Regions from separate parts of the Lactuca sativa genome. Here region 2 is linked to region 1. Evidence: chromatin contacts called from public Hi-C data. All regions are on one chromosome and are shown on one strand. Each heading gives the region's core, a stretch centred on a gene start, on an enhancer-like site or on the middle of the called end of the contact. The rest is flanking DNA. Distances are from core to core; before and after follow the strand shown.

Evidence for each region. Hi-C and Micro-C count contacts between places; a contact is called where the count stands out from the background.
Region 2: a contact with region 1 is called in a Hi-C map of bud, with 5 times the contacts expected there. The contact joins the promoter of LOC111913456 here to the promoter of LOC111913455 in region 1. A contact is called at or near these places in 3 of 4 Hi-C or Micro-C datasets (bud, leaf and seed).

What each region holds. Positions count from the first base shown.
Region 1 is chr1:30,384,351-30,390,950 of Lsat_Salinas_v11, forward strand. LOC111913455 (adenine phosphoribosyltransferase 1) reads left to right here and starts at 3,596. Exons shown (of 5, transcript XM_023909148.3): 1 at 3,596-3,976; 2 at 4,062-4,172; 3 at 4,578-4,919; 4 at 5,010-5,068; 5 at 5,147-5,366. The coding sequence starts at 3,667. The coding sequence ends at 5,200.
Region 2 is chr1:30,553,261-30,559,860 of Lsat_Salinas_v11, forward strand. LOC111913456 (perakine reductase) reads left to right here and starts at 3,404. Exons shown (of 7, transcript XM_023909151.3): 1 at 3,404-3,682; 2 at 4,289-4,459; 3 at 4,578-4,781; 4 at 4,854-5,026; 5 at 5,111-5,207; 6 at 5,286-5,439; 7 at 5,627-6,120. The coding sequence starts at 3,620. The coding sequence ends at 5,811. It overlaps LOC111913457, which reads left to right and starts at 6,521. Exons shown (of 5, transcript XM_023909152.3): 1 at 6,521-6,600. The coding sequence starts at 6,566.

The DNA.
Region 1 (6,600 bases), core at 2,346-4,845:
AAAATGAGGTAGAAAGCTATCTCTAGTGGCTAGTTTGAGAAGGAATTTGACAATTCTTCAAGGGGAATCTTCAAGCATCAAAGCATCTTGGAGTTTGATTAAGAAAAAATCATTTATAGGAGGAAAATGGTTGAATATGTGAGTGATGGAAATGGGGGAAAAATGTGACTTCAAATAGATCCAAATTTGGTCACTTAGGCAACTATGGTCCCTCCTTACTAAAAAAATACTCTAAACTAACTAAGGAACATTTAATATCTTTCAAAATGGTACCTCTCCATCCTAATACTCACAAATTAAGTCAAAATCATTAAGTTGGTAAACTCTTAAGTCAAGCCTAACTTTCACCCGTTTGACGCAAATGACCATTCTAACAAAATACTTGGTTAGACATTAAAATTCTATTATTTTAAAAATACAAAGTAATAGCAAGATTTATTATTATTATTTCTTATAATTTCCTTACATTTCAATTATTTAATTTATTTCGCTTTGCTTTATTTTGTATCAAATTAAAAAAATATTTTTATTTTTACCAAAAAGCCCGACACTTTTAGCCTCCAAAACACGATGTTACATAAGTTTTATATTGGTGTACTACACAAATCACATGATTTGATTAAAGATAATAAAAACATTAAAAATAAAAAAATTAGAAAAAACTTAAACATAAACTAAGGGTAAAAGACATCTACAGCTTTAGTAAAAAACTAAATGAAATTTGCAATTGAACGAAATTAACTCTAATTTACAAAGTTAAATTTAACTCTTATTTTGAAATTATAAACAAATGTAACCCATTGACTCCCACATTTTATCGACATACAAAATGAACAAGGACCAAAATGAAAGAAATGTTGAAAAGTTAGAAGTTATATACACAAAGCTTAAATAAATTGATTTAAACATTTCATAGATATTCAACCGATCATAATTTAAGTATGTGTTTTTGAGGGATACATCTCAATACTCTTTAAACAATATAATATGCATTATGCAACACAAAATTAAAAACCAAATGAATGGAACCCGAGAAAGAGCGATTGAACTCCAAAAAGACAGAAAGGGGCAAAGGGCATTACGACAAAGACGAGTTACCGTTTTGCTCCAATCGATTTTCATGTATATATTTTTGTGTGAGTTGCGATGCCGATAGATTCAGCATTAAGCGTGATCGATTCCATCTCCAATCTCCTTGTCTTTTGTGATGCTTAGAAAGCTCTGCGATTTTCTTTTTTCCAAATTGTCGCATGCTTCACAGTTTCATGTAGCCTTACTAGTTGGATTTGAGCAAGTTGACAAGTTTTGTTGATCGAATTTGGGTCGCGTGTGTGTAATGTTGTTGCGATTGCATTAAGTGGGTGTTGTGTAATCTGAGGTAAAAGTGAGCTATCACCACCACCGTGAGGTGGTGGCTAGCAACTCCGGGCACCGCCTGCCGTCACCGACTCGGCGAGTAGGTCACTTAATCCCCCGACCTGGAGTCGTTCCTACTTGACGAGTTGAGCCTCCAACTCATCGAGTCCAAGGGTGAAAATATGAGGTTTGACTTGAATTAAATGCGTACCTGAGATCGGGTGTTACATATCCCCATGGAAAGACATTATGCGATTTGGAAAGAAAGAAAAATTGAGTCTTAGATTTGTAGGTCCTTTCAAAATTGTCTAGAGAATTAGTAAGCAAACATATCGTTCGGAATTACCGGAAGATTTGGTAGGTATTCATGATGTGTTTCATGTAAGTTATCTGTGTAAATGTTTAAGCATATATGATGAAACGGTCCCGTTATCAGAGGTGAAACTAGATAATAAAGTAAGATATGTAGAAGATCCTGAAGAGATCGTAAACGAATTAACGACTGAATTATGTAATAAAGAAGTGGAGTTGGTGATTGTAAAGTGGAAACACCATCGATGCCGAAATTATACTTGGGAAAATAAGAATGAGATAAGAGCGAAATATTCCCATTTGTTTAAATCATTGTAATTTTGGGGACGAAGTCCTCAAAAGGAGTAATTTTGGGGATGAAGTCCTCAAAAGGAGGATGTATTTGTAACATACACGTTAATGACCATGTATAATTATCGTGTTTTGTTAGTTTAAAAATGAATATTGTTAAATATTATATGGTTTTGAGCATTGAGTTCTAACAAGATAGTTTTTACGAGGATTGAAGTAAAACTATGTTTAGAATCATTCATAAAGTGATGGGAAGTCTTATGAGATTCCGATCAAAAAGTCAAATATTGAAATTAACGAAAATATAAAGCTGGAAATAAGGTAAAATAATGTTATTGAAAGTTGTAGATTATCTCGTTAGAAACATTTAGGCAAAAACCTCACCGAAATCCGAGTTATAACGAAGGAGTTATGACTTATCGAAGTTTCGCGATAGAACCAACACGACGCCATATGACGTAAAAAGTGAGTTTACGATAAACTACTTTTTAGCATTTGTGATCTACATGAAAGTGTAATATTTGTTAAACCGAGAATATTCATAAAACGAACGTCCAAATCTGACTTCGTATGAAAAAATTATGATTTTTCTAAGAATCGGCATAACAATACACAACCCGAAACTCGAAATAAAGATCGAGTGATTTTTAGCCGACACAACCTAAACGATAATCGAAGATCTCATCAATATTAGTACAACGGTAAAAAGACAGACGAAAACGGACGTCGGATGAAGAAGTTATGAATTTTTAACAGACTTTTCATGTCCTGGCTCGTTAAAAATATAATATTAAAAATGAAGTCAAAATCAGTCAACAGAATCTAAACGAAAATTGTAGATTATAATCCCACCTATGTATGGATACTAAGAACGTCAAAAATGGAACTCGTATACGAAATATATGAAATACACAGCATGTATATGTATAATAGTTGTATCACATATATGCCCATGTCACATTGATGCCCAACGCAATATGAAACATATAAAATCCTCAAGTTTGATAAGTTTTATCGGTTTTATTCATATGAAAATATTTTATTCGATAATACCCATTCAAAGAATAATAAGAGAGTGCATATTCTAGTGTGATATAGACCTCATTACTTTCAATCATCACTTTATTCGATGGTTGCTTATCTTTATTATTTGTAACAACATTGGCATAAGAAACCTTAACATTATGATCAACACCCTCCTGTAAGTCTTTCCCTTATCCACCCGATTGCGACTCATTATAGTTATAAACTATTTCAATTTTCTTTATTATAATTGGTTACAAACAATGTATAAATGATCTTTTTGTGATAAAATATGATTACAACTTTTAAGATTTTAAGGAATGATTTTTAGGTTTCAAAATTGTAACAAATATAATTATATTTTGAAATTATAAGTATCGTGAGTAAACTTGCATTCTTTTACTAAATAAAATTTACAAAAAAATAAAAAATAAAAAACCTTCAAATTGTATTTTTGTATTTCTGCGGCAGACAAAAATGCACTTATCAAAGAAATAAGATAATAACCAGAGATTATTATTATTATTATTATTATTATTATTATTATTATTATTATTATTTTGTAGTTTACTCCTGGGATGGATAAAGCTTGTTAAGTACACATGCCTATTTGACCAAATTGCCCTCGACGATAACATCCGGTTTATTAACTCTCTTGTTTTCCTCTGAAGAAACCCACTCACGATGAACACGCTTAAAATCAGTTTCACCGTCCTGAAGAAGCCAACTACGTATTTCTTCAGTGGCAATTCCGTCATTTCATTAAAATCACTTACCCCTCCTTCTTCCGTAAAACCGGCGTCGATCTCCGGTGGCCCCCGTGTCTACTCTACCTTCGCCGGCGCCGGCGTCCGTACCGACTTCAAAGTGAACTCCTACTCTAACATGGCGGAACCTGATTCCGATCATAAGCAAGGAGATGTCGCCGTCAAAGACGATCGCATTGCTCGCATTTCATCCACAATTCGCGTCATCCCGGACTTCCCTAAACCTGGTACACACACTAACAGTTTTAATTGATCAATTGATGTTTGGATGTCTCATTTGACCAATGGATATTGAGGTTTATGTATGTGTAGGGATCATGTTTCAGGATATTACGACGATGCTGCTTGATCCAGTAGCATTTAAGGATTCGATCGATCTGTTCGTCGAGAGATACAAAGACAAAGACATCTCCGTTGTTGCTGGTAAATTCTCCTTTTCACGTAATTTGAAGTACTTTTTGAATCACTAGCTTTTGTGCTGATGCTATTCAGTTGAGCTAATTTTATATGTTGATGCTTTCCCTATTTGCATAAAGTTGAAATCAATGAATTAGTAGGCAGTAGATTCATGCTGATGATTATAAAAACCTGTTAATTTATAAAAACAATCGATTGATTTTGACCTGATCTTCAGCTTGTAGTTGATAATATAGTAACTATATTGGTTGTTTGCTACCCTGAACTCATTGTAGAAACCATCAAAGCACCCGATTTTATTGTAGTAACTATAATAGAGTAATTCATTACCTCATTTTAACTTCTCGATAATCAACTACTGATAAACGAATACTATTTGATGATTTTGGTTGTATAAATTATAATGCATAGGTGTTGAAGCAAGAGGATTCATATTTGGTCCTCCTATTGCATTAGCCATTGGTGCTAAATTCGTTCCAATGAGAAAACCCAACAAGTTACCCGGTATATCTTTTCTACCATTGACATCAGTTACCTTCTTTCAGTTTAATAATTCCTCACACAGGATAATATGTTATGTTATGTCATGTCATGTCATATCAGGAGCTGTTATATCAGAAGAATACTCGTTAGAGTACGGAAGTGACATAATGGAGATGCATGTTGGAGCAGTAGAAGCTGGTGAACGAACTCTTGTGATAGATGATTTAATTGCAACAGGAGGAACCTTAGTGGCTGCCATTAACCTACTTGGTAAGTAATTTGATAATTACAGTTTATTTATTTATTTGTTTATTTTTTTTACCACTTTTTTAGATTTGTTCAAATTTTGTTTTGTTGCAGAACGCGTTGGCGCGAATGTAGTCGAGTGTGCCTGTGTCATTGAATTGCCTGATCTGAAGGTACACTGTGTTGTCTGGATAAATGATGTTTGTTTAATTAAACAGTATTTGATCTTGAATTAATTTTGAAAATTTCAGGGTCGGGACCGATTAGGAGATAAGCCGCTATTTGTGCTCATAAGCTCAACTTGATTTTCGATTATTTATTAAAAGATTTAATTGGAATTGAAGGCTTGAGAGAAAATCACTGTATGATTTGGAGTATTCTAGTTAACAATAAGTGGGATTTTAATGTAACTGATTTCATTATTTCCTTCGAGTCTTTAAACGATGATGAGTTTGTTTACTGTTGCCACAATTTTTTGCTCGGCTCCATATTTTTCATCATGTTCAGCAAATTTAAATTAAAAACAATTAAATTTAACCAATAGCCTAAGAAATAAAAAATATAGTTTATCATAAAACCACAACAAAAACTCAAATATCACGAACATAATATCAATCATCTCCATATCCTGGGTTATAACTTATAAGTTAGATGACCGATGACACGAAATGGAAGTATGAACAGAGAATTGTTCAAGAAATTCCCAAGAGAAAAGTTTTTATTAATTTCCAAGATGTCATTAAAGGCTGATTTGAAGGTTTTGTCAAATTTCAGAAATTTACAGAAGACTCAAATTCATCTTATTAAGCACCTAAATAAATACGAGAAAAAAAAAGTAAAAAACAGAGTTACGGAAATAAAATATCCTACCACAAAAATGGAATAAATTTTTTTTAGGAAATGAGTCTAAACTCTAAACGAGGGGAAATTAAAATTGAGGGCTTAAGCTGACGTTTTGGCGATGTCAGCAACAGTTAGTTAGGAACTTGGCCCGAAGAGAGCTTTTCTGCAATGTAAAAACGGACCTCCAAACTCCAATGGATCAAAAATTATGCATGTTTTAAGTTGGGCTTCTTTTAGCCTTGTTTATCTATTTCTCATTTGTAGAAAGGTTAGCGACAGATCTTCTATATGATATGCTGGTAGTTCTCAAGATACACAACTTCCTTTTGCTGGTAGTGCTAGTAGAGATACAAGAAATCGAAAGTCTTGGAGAAAGATATAATTTAAGTTGATCCACCATTCAGGCGTTATCCTTAATCTTCCATGAAAAAAATTTAGTGATCATACTTTCATTGACTCAATTTAATATATGCCTCCAAAAAAAAATAGGCTCCATAAGAAGGTATACCATCACCTCATCTCTCACCTCAAATATGTTGGGATGACTACGGTTGTTGGTAGTCTTGTATTAAGCATTCGATTGGGCAATACGAGCTTTTAATTTTTAATCCAAACAAAAAGTTCTTAATTCAAAAGTTATTTCAAAATAGCTTTTTGGAACTTTTAACTCTGATTTTTATGTAATATTATAATTTTAAAAGCTAATAGTTACTTTTGTCTAACATTTATGTACAAATAAAAACTAGAGTTTCTCGTTTTCGGATAATAATTTTCAAATTTCAACTAATAACTACTAGAATCTAGTTTCCAACTTTCATCTAATTTTGACAAACACGTCCTCAACAAACAAGTCCGCAAATTG
Region 2 (6,600 bases), core at 2,154-4,653, 170 kb after region 1:
AAAATGGGTGGTACATTTTATTTTTTTAAAGGGTATTACTATTTTAAAGCATGCTCCTTGGATGTGGTTCACCGTATAATATAGTAGATTTAAGTTATACGACTACAACTATCTGCCTATACATGTTGTGTGCCATAAATCAAACCAGTCCTCACTATTACGCAAATAATATATGGGATCATGGGTCAACTCACTAACCCATGAACCCGAATCTAACCCACAAACCCATAAACTCATATACTTAAACGGGTTGTGTCCTGATTAAATTTTCCAACTCGCCAACCTGCAACACAAATAATTATATGGGTTGTTTACAAGTTGATGCTTTCTGACCCGCGAACCCAGACTCGACATGATTGCTACCCCTAGTATTTTGTAATTGCATCCCATATGGGCTTCGGGGGAGGGGGTTGTAGCTCGCTTAGAGGCTAAAGTTTACCATTTTTTAGTAAATTATAGATTTGGCCCATATAGTTTACCCAAATTCACATATTTGGTCCTAATATTGGATTTTTGACATGGTTGGTCCTTGTGGTTTGCATTTTTTACATTGATGGTGTGGTTTGTATGCAAAGACCATCTTATTATTAATTTTTTTTTTTTTATATATTTTAATAATTAAAATTTTAAAAAAATTACGCTACACCCTTTCTCCATCTCTGTTTATTGTCAATATGAGAAAAAAATCATGCCAACACCCTACTATCACCCATTTTATTCGCCCCGTTGTCTCTTGGTCGGCAAAAAATGCCCACTATCACCCATTTTCATGCGGCAACAATGCCCCAGGTGGGTTGTGGGTATATGTGGTGTTTAGAGGGTTTTCATGAGGTTTCTAATGAGGATCCTGGAGCTTTATTCAGTGGTGAGTTCCAAGGGGTATAGGGTATGGAGATGATAGTGGTGTGGGAAAGTCAGTTCTTCTAGTTAGGTTCTTAGTTATGACCTTCGCCGGAAAATGATGAGCCACTTCATGATTTCTTTTCCAAAGATTGAATTCTTCTTTGAACACAATACTAATAAGAGCAAAGAGTAGCACCAAAACAACCAAAGTTGTCGCAACATACTTAACCTCCAAAAATTTAAGTTTTCTTTTAGTGATGATTATTAACCATAGGAAACCTTGCTAGTCTTAATGAAATATATAATAATTCATAGAAAGTTTTGAACTTATTGGATTGCTTAATAACTTTTGAGGTTTTAAGAATCCGAATAAAAACTACAAAACTATAAAGACAACTCCTTGAACCCATTCGGTGAACAAGATGAGTGATCTTGGATCATGCCCTAAAGATCATGATATAGTTGAGTGATAATTGTGCTGCTTAACCTTACAAAACCATTCAAAAGTCCTAACCCCTCGACGAGTGTTTAGGAAATTTTGTACATAAATAACTAAAATTCATGTATTAGCAAACATTTGTGAATTTGCACCTATGAAAGCGAACAAAAACATTTTTCAAACCATGTAGTTGTGCAATATTAATATTTCTGGTCACTACCATCCAAATCTTGAAAGTACCCAAAGAAGTTTATGTCAATGCTAAGGAGGATGACCACCCATGTTGGTGAGATTTCATTAATTAACGTGAAGATGATTCCAATATCGCCACCGTCTTTGAAAGTGCTAAGGAGATTAAGGATGCTTTGATCATACACAAGGGAGGATTTGATGTCCCTAGAGTATATAATAAATATATAAGTAGCTCCGACAACTGACATGATGAAAAGACAAATGAACACCATGAAACACTGCCCCGAGATGACATGGAGACCAATGCTACCAATATCCTTCATCCTTCCATCATCACCAGAGCAACTAAAACTAAAACACTAAGCCACTACCATATGTTTGAGAGAAAGGGAGAGAGGATAGGTTGTCAGGTATTTTTTTTATATTATTAGTATAATATATTAATAACTAAAAAGTAAAAGGAAAAACATATTAAAAGGGAAGATAATCTTATGATCTTTTCATATGACGTGGAACTACAGATCCAACAAATGAAAACAATGTGGACCAACCATATAAAAAATCCAATAGCATAACATTTTTACTTTATTTTTTCTTAATGTTTTCTTATTTTAAATATCTGATTTTTCTCCTTTTCTCTTTTATTTCACATTTTTATTGTATTTTTTTTTACTTTTAAATAACATTTTTTGTGTGCTGTTTTTTTAAATAACAATATTTTTTTGTTCGTTCTTTTTTTTTTTTTTGATATCATCATTTCTACACAACAAAAGATTTTCTTTTTCAACATCTTAATCTCTTATTATTTGCAAAGAAAAAAGGAGGTAAACTTTTTTATTGTTCCAGAGTTGGACGGGAAAAGTTGTATAAAATTCTTTTTATCAAGATAAACAAATATGTATATAGTATATTTAAATATTATTCTTAAATCAATTTAAATTAAATAATTTGATTTTAGTAAAAATAAAAATCGATGCTTAGATTCATTATTTATATATATATATATATATATATATATATATATATATATATATATATATATATATATATATATATATATATATATATAATTTGTTTAGACGGTTTTGATATGAAAACTATAAAAATAATTATATTTAATATGTTAATATTTTGTCAAATTAGTTTTTTTAATGAAAATATAACATGTATAATAAATATCAATTTTAAAGTGTCAAGGTGTACGCAATTGATCTTAATCAAAACACTGTTAAAAAAAATATGTTTTTATGACACAACATGCTGATGAAGTTTATTAAAAAGCTAAAATAGTGTTTACTGGGTTATAGAGACACTTTGAAGTTGTTGTTAAGCTACTGAGTATTTATCTTATTTATATTGTTGCTGATTTGATTATTTGTGACAGTTTGTTGCTGTCACATAAATACTGAAATACATTTTAATCGTATAAAAGTGTTGTATTAAGGTGTATGAATTTGGTAACACATTGTCGTAACTAGACCTATGTGATGTTTATTTGGTGTGTTTTTTGGATTTTGAAATTGTAATTTTGCAATATGCATGTCGTTTTAATTATCTATTTATTTTATAATGTAAAATTTTCCTTTTAATTTTATTGTAATAGTTTAATTAGGAAATTATTAAATGTAATAAATGACAACGGAATACTACCAAACGAGAACCATAGAGATTGGTGTTTTAAGAAGTTTCACCGAAACATCAACAAGTGATGGCAAAACAAGTAGAAACCGAGCATCAAAATGTTTGTTTTTTGTCCAGAAATAGAAAAGATAAAAAAAAATTGCTATTTTTATATATAAAAAAGAGCAGTAAAAAGGTAAAATAATAAATGAATGGAAAAAAATCAATCTCTGTTACCCAATAAAATGGTAAAAAGTTTTTTCAAATACACTCATAAATAGTTTTTTAAATAACCCTGTTTTCATCAATAACTCGACGTTTTAAAGCCAATCGAAACAAAAACCTTACAGAGTGAATTCAGTTCCTACAGTTTACCTACCACAGTCTAGACTATCGACGCGACGCGAGCATTGAGGTCACCTACCTTAGTCAATCGTCTCGAGTGCTTCCATGAAACGTGGTGAAGTTCACTGAGTTCACCTACCACATTCGATAGTCTCGACTCTCGACTTGAGCATTGCAACAATGGCGGAGCGTAATTCAACTTTCGAGATGCCTAGAGTGAAGCTTGGGAATCAGGGGCTTGAGGTCAGAGTCTCGATTTATCTTTTCCTTTTCTGTTTCATATATGATCAGCCAGCATTTTTTCACCACATCCTAGTTCATTGGCACAAATCAGAAACGATAGTTTGGTCTCTTTCATTGATCGTAGCAAAATTCTAATTGGTATTTATCTTGTTTGCATTTTGTCGGATTATGTTGCTCGCATATCTGATTCTCTGATTAAGTTCCTATCTAGTTGCTACGTGCATTCCCAAACTTGTGTGATCGTTTGGTTTGATTAATAGGATCTGCCTCCTCGGTGCAGAGATTCCTGTGAAGCGATTTAGAAAAAAAAAAAAAAAAAAAAAAAAAAAAAAAAAACACTTCTATCAAACATTCAAACCCTAGCGTTACCCTATTCATCTGTTTTAAACAAATCTCATTTTTCGGATCAGATCATTGCTCAGAGAGTATGTTAAATATTGAACTATGATCCATAAAACTCTATAAGTTCTTAGCCTACTTAACATGTACCTTGATTTATCATTTTCTGCAAAAGATCAACCTTGATTGTCTGACAGAGAGAATGGTTCTAAGTTGCAAATTAGATATGGATCTGTTAGACATTCAACCGCATTTTCCTTTATACAGGTCTCAAGATTAGGGTATGGCTGCATGGGGCTTACAGGTATCTATAACAATCCTCTCCCTGAGGAAGAAGGCATCAAAGTGCTCAAGGAAGTTTTTAGTAGAGGAATTACATTCTTTGATACTGCTGATGTATATGGGGTTCAGCATGCTAATGAGATACTAGTTGGGAAGGTAATTGGATTTCCTTATACTAAACAACAAAGCTATATAAATAATCTTCATGAAATTCTTGCCAATGTAATCACATTGCCAAACATTTATCCTAGTTGATTAAACTGGAATGCTGCAGGCATTAAAGGAATTACCTCGAGAAAAGATCCAATTAGCCACAAAATTCGGTATATTCAAGATTGAACCCACTGGTATTAAAGTCAAAGGTACCCCTGAATATGCACGTTCGTGTTGTGAGGGTAGCCTAAAGAGGTTGGGTGTGGATTACATTGATCTCTATTACATACATAGAATTGACACAACTGTTCCTATTGAAGACACTGTAAGTTTACACTTGTGGACCTTGATTTCTTGAGTTTCACATACAGACATTACATATTCTTTTGAAATACAGATGGAAGAACTTAAAAAGATGGTGGAAGAAGGTAAGATAAAGTACATCGGGCTATCTGAAGCTAACGCAGACACGATCAGGAGAGCACATGCCATTCATCCAATCACTGCTTTACAAATGGAATATTCCCTTTGGACCCGTGATATTGAGGAAGAACTGATTCCATTGTGCAGGTATATTTCTATTTTCTATTCAATCTATTGATTTATTTCCCATTTGGGTTTTTGTATGTTGCCCTAAATTTGTTTGTTGCAAAGGGAACTTGGAATAGGCATAGTTCCATACAGTCCTGTTGGGCGTGGATTTTTTGGGGGCAAAGCAATTAAAGAAAGTGTACCCGAAAATAGTATATTGGTAAGTAATCAACTACATATATCTTTGCATTAAAGTTAGGAGTATAAAAAGCTTTTGATATCAAAGATTCTCTCTTAGGGTTCACATCCAAGGTTTACTGGAGAAAACTTTACAAAGAACAAGGTTGTTTATGATCGTGTAGAAGCAATGGCAAAAAATCACGGATGTACCCCTATTCAGCTTGCTCTTGCTTGGGTTCTTCATCAGGGGGAGGATGTAGTGCCTATTCCTGGTAAGTTTACTATAAAGAAGAAGAAATATATGTACGTTGCTATTGGTAAAATATAAACTAAATTGTTATTAAGAGTAAAAAATGTGAGAAAGTTGTTATTACGGAATTTATAAGTACATTAGACTACATTGAGTAAAGTATTTTACTATTTCTGATTGGTTGGTTGCTGGTTCTTTTTTTGACATAGGTACAACTAAGATTAAGAATCTTGATGAGAATGTTGGTACAGTTAAAGTGAAACTTACAAAAGAAGACGTTGAAGAAATTTCTAATGCGGTTCCTATCGATGAAGTTGCTGGTTGTAGAACTGGTGAAGCTCTTCTACGTATCTCGTGGAAATTTGCAAATTCGCCCCCTAAGAACAACACTTGATCATCTTCATGCACCCATGCTCCGCTATATACCTTTTGTGCCCCTATACTTTGTGGACACTGTGATTTATCTTCCTCATGTTAGCAGTTGTGGGAATTAGGTATTGTTGTTGTTGTTGTTGTTGTATGTTGGCAGTGAGATTGGTTGGTTAGCGGTGTAAGTAAACACATGTTTTAAGCTTTGTTTTTCTTCAAAGGTGTTTCGATATATGTGGATCCTAAATTGTAGAATATGGTTATATGTGTTGAGAAAGTTTTGTATCGCTGAGAAAATGAATAATACATCTCTTATGTGGATGTAACACGATTATCTTGATTGTGTGAACCAGATTAATTCTTGTGGTTATTATTTTTCTTCGCATCTTTAATAATGTGTTTTGTAATTCTAAAGTCTAAACCCTCGCAAAATGTGCCCCGAAAATACAAAATGCTAAGTTTGAACGAGTGATGAACCTTTAAATGTCATGGCCTACTATACATATTTACCCTCTTTGATATACATATATTGCTATGATTAAAATAAAAAAAAGCAGGCATTTTAAAAAGAGCAAAAAATAAACAAAAAGTAGTTTGTTATTTTTATCGATTAATATGGTGTTATTTTGCAACCCGATTTTTAGTGTGAAGTTTTAACGACATTAGTTGAAAGATGGAGGTGCTGAAAGAAAATTTTGACCATTCTTTTGTTTTTATGCAACACTTTCATACTGTTCGAGAAGCAACTGTCTGACGAAAGAAGGTCCACCCCCACTGCCATGGCTTCGACGGAGCAGCCTCCGAAGAAGCGAAA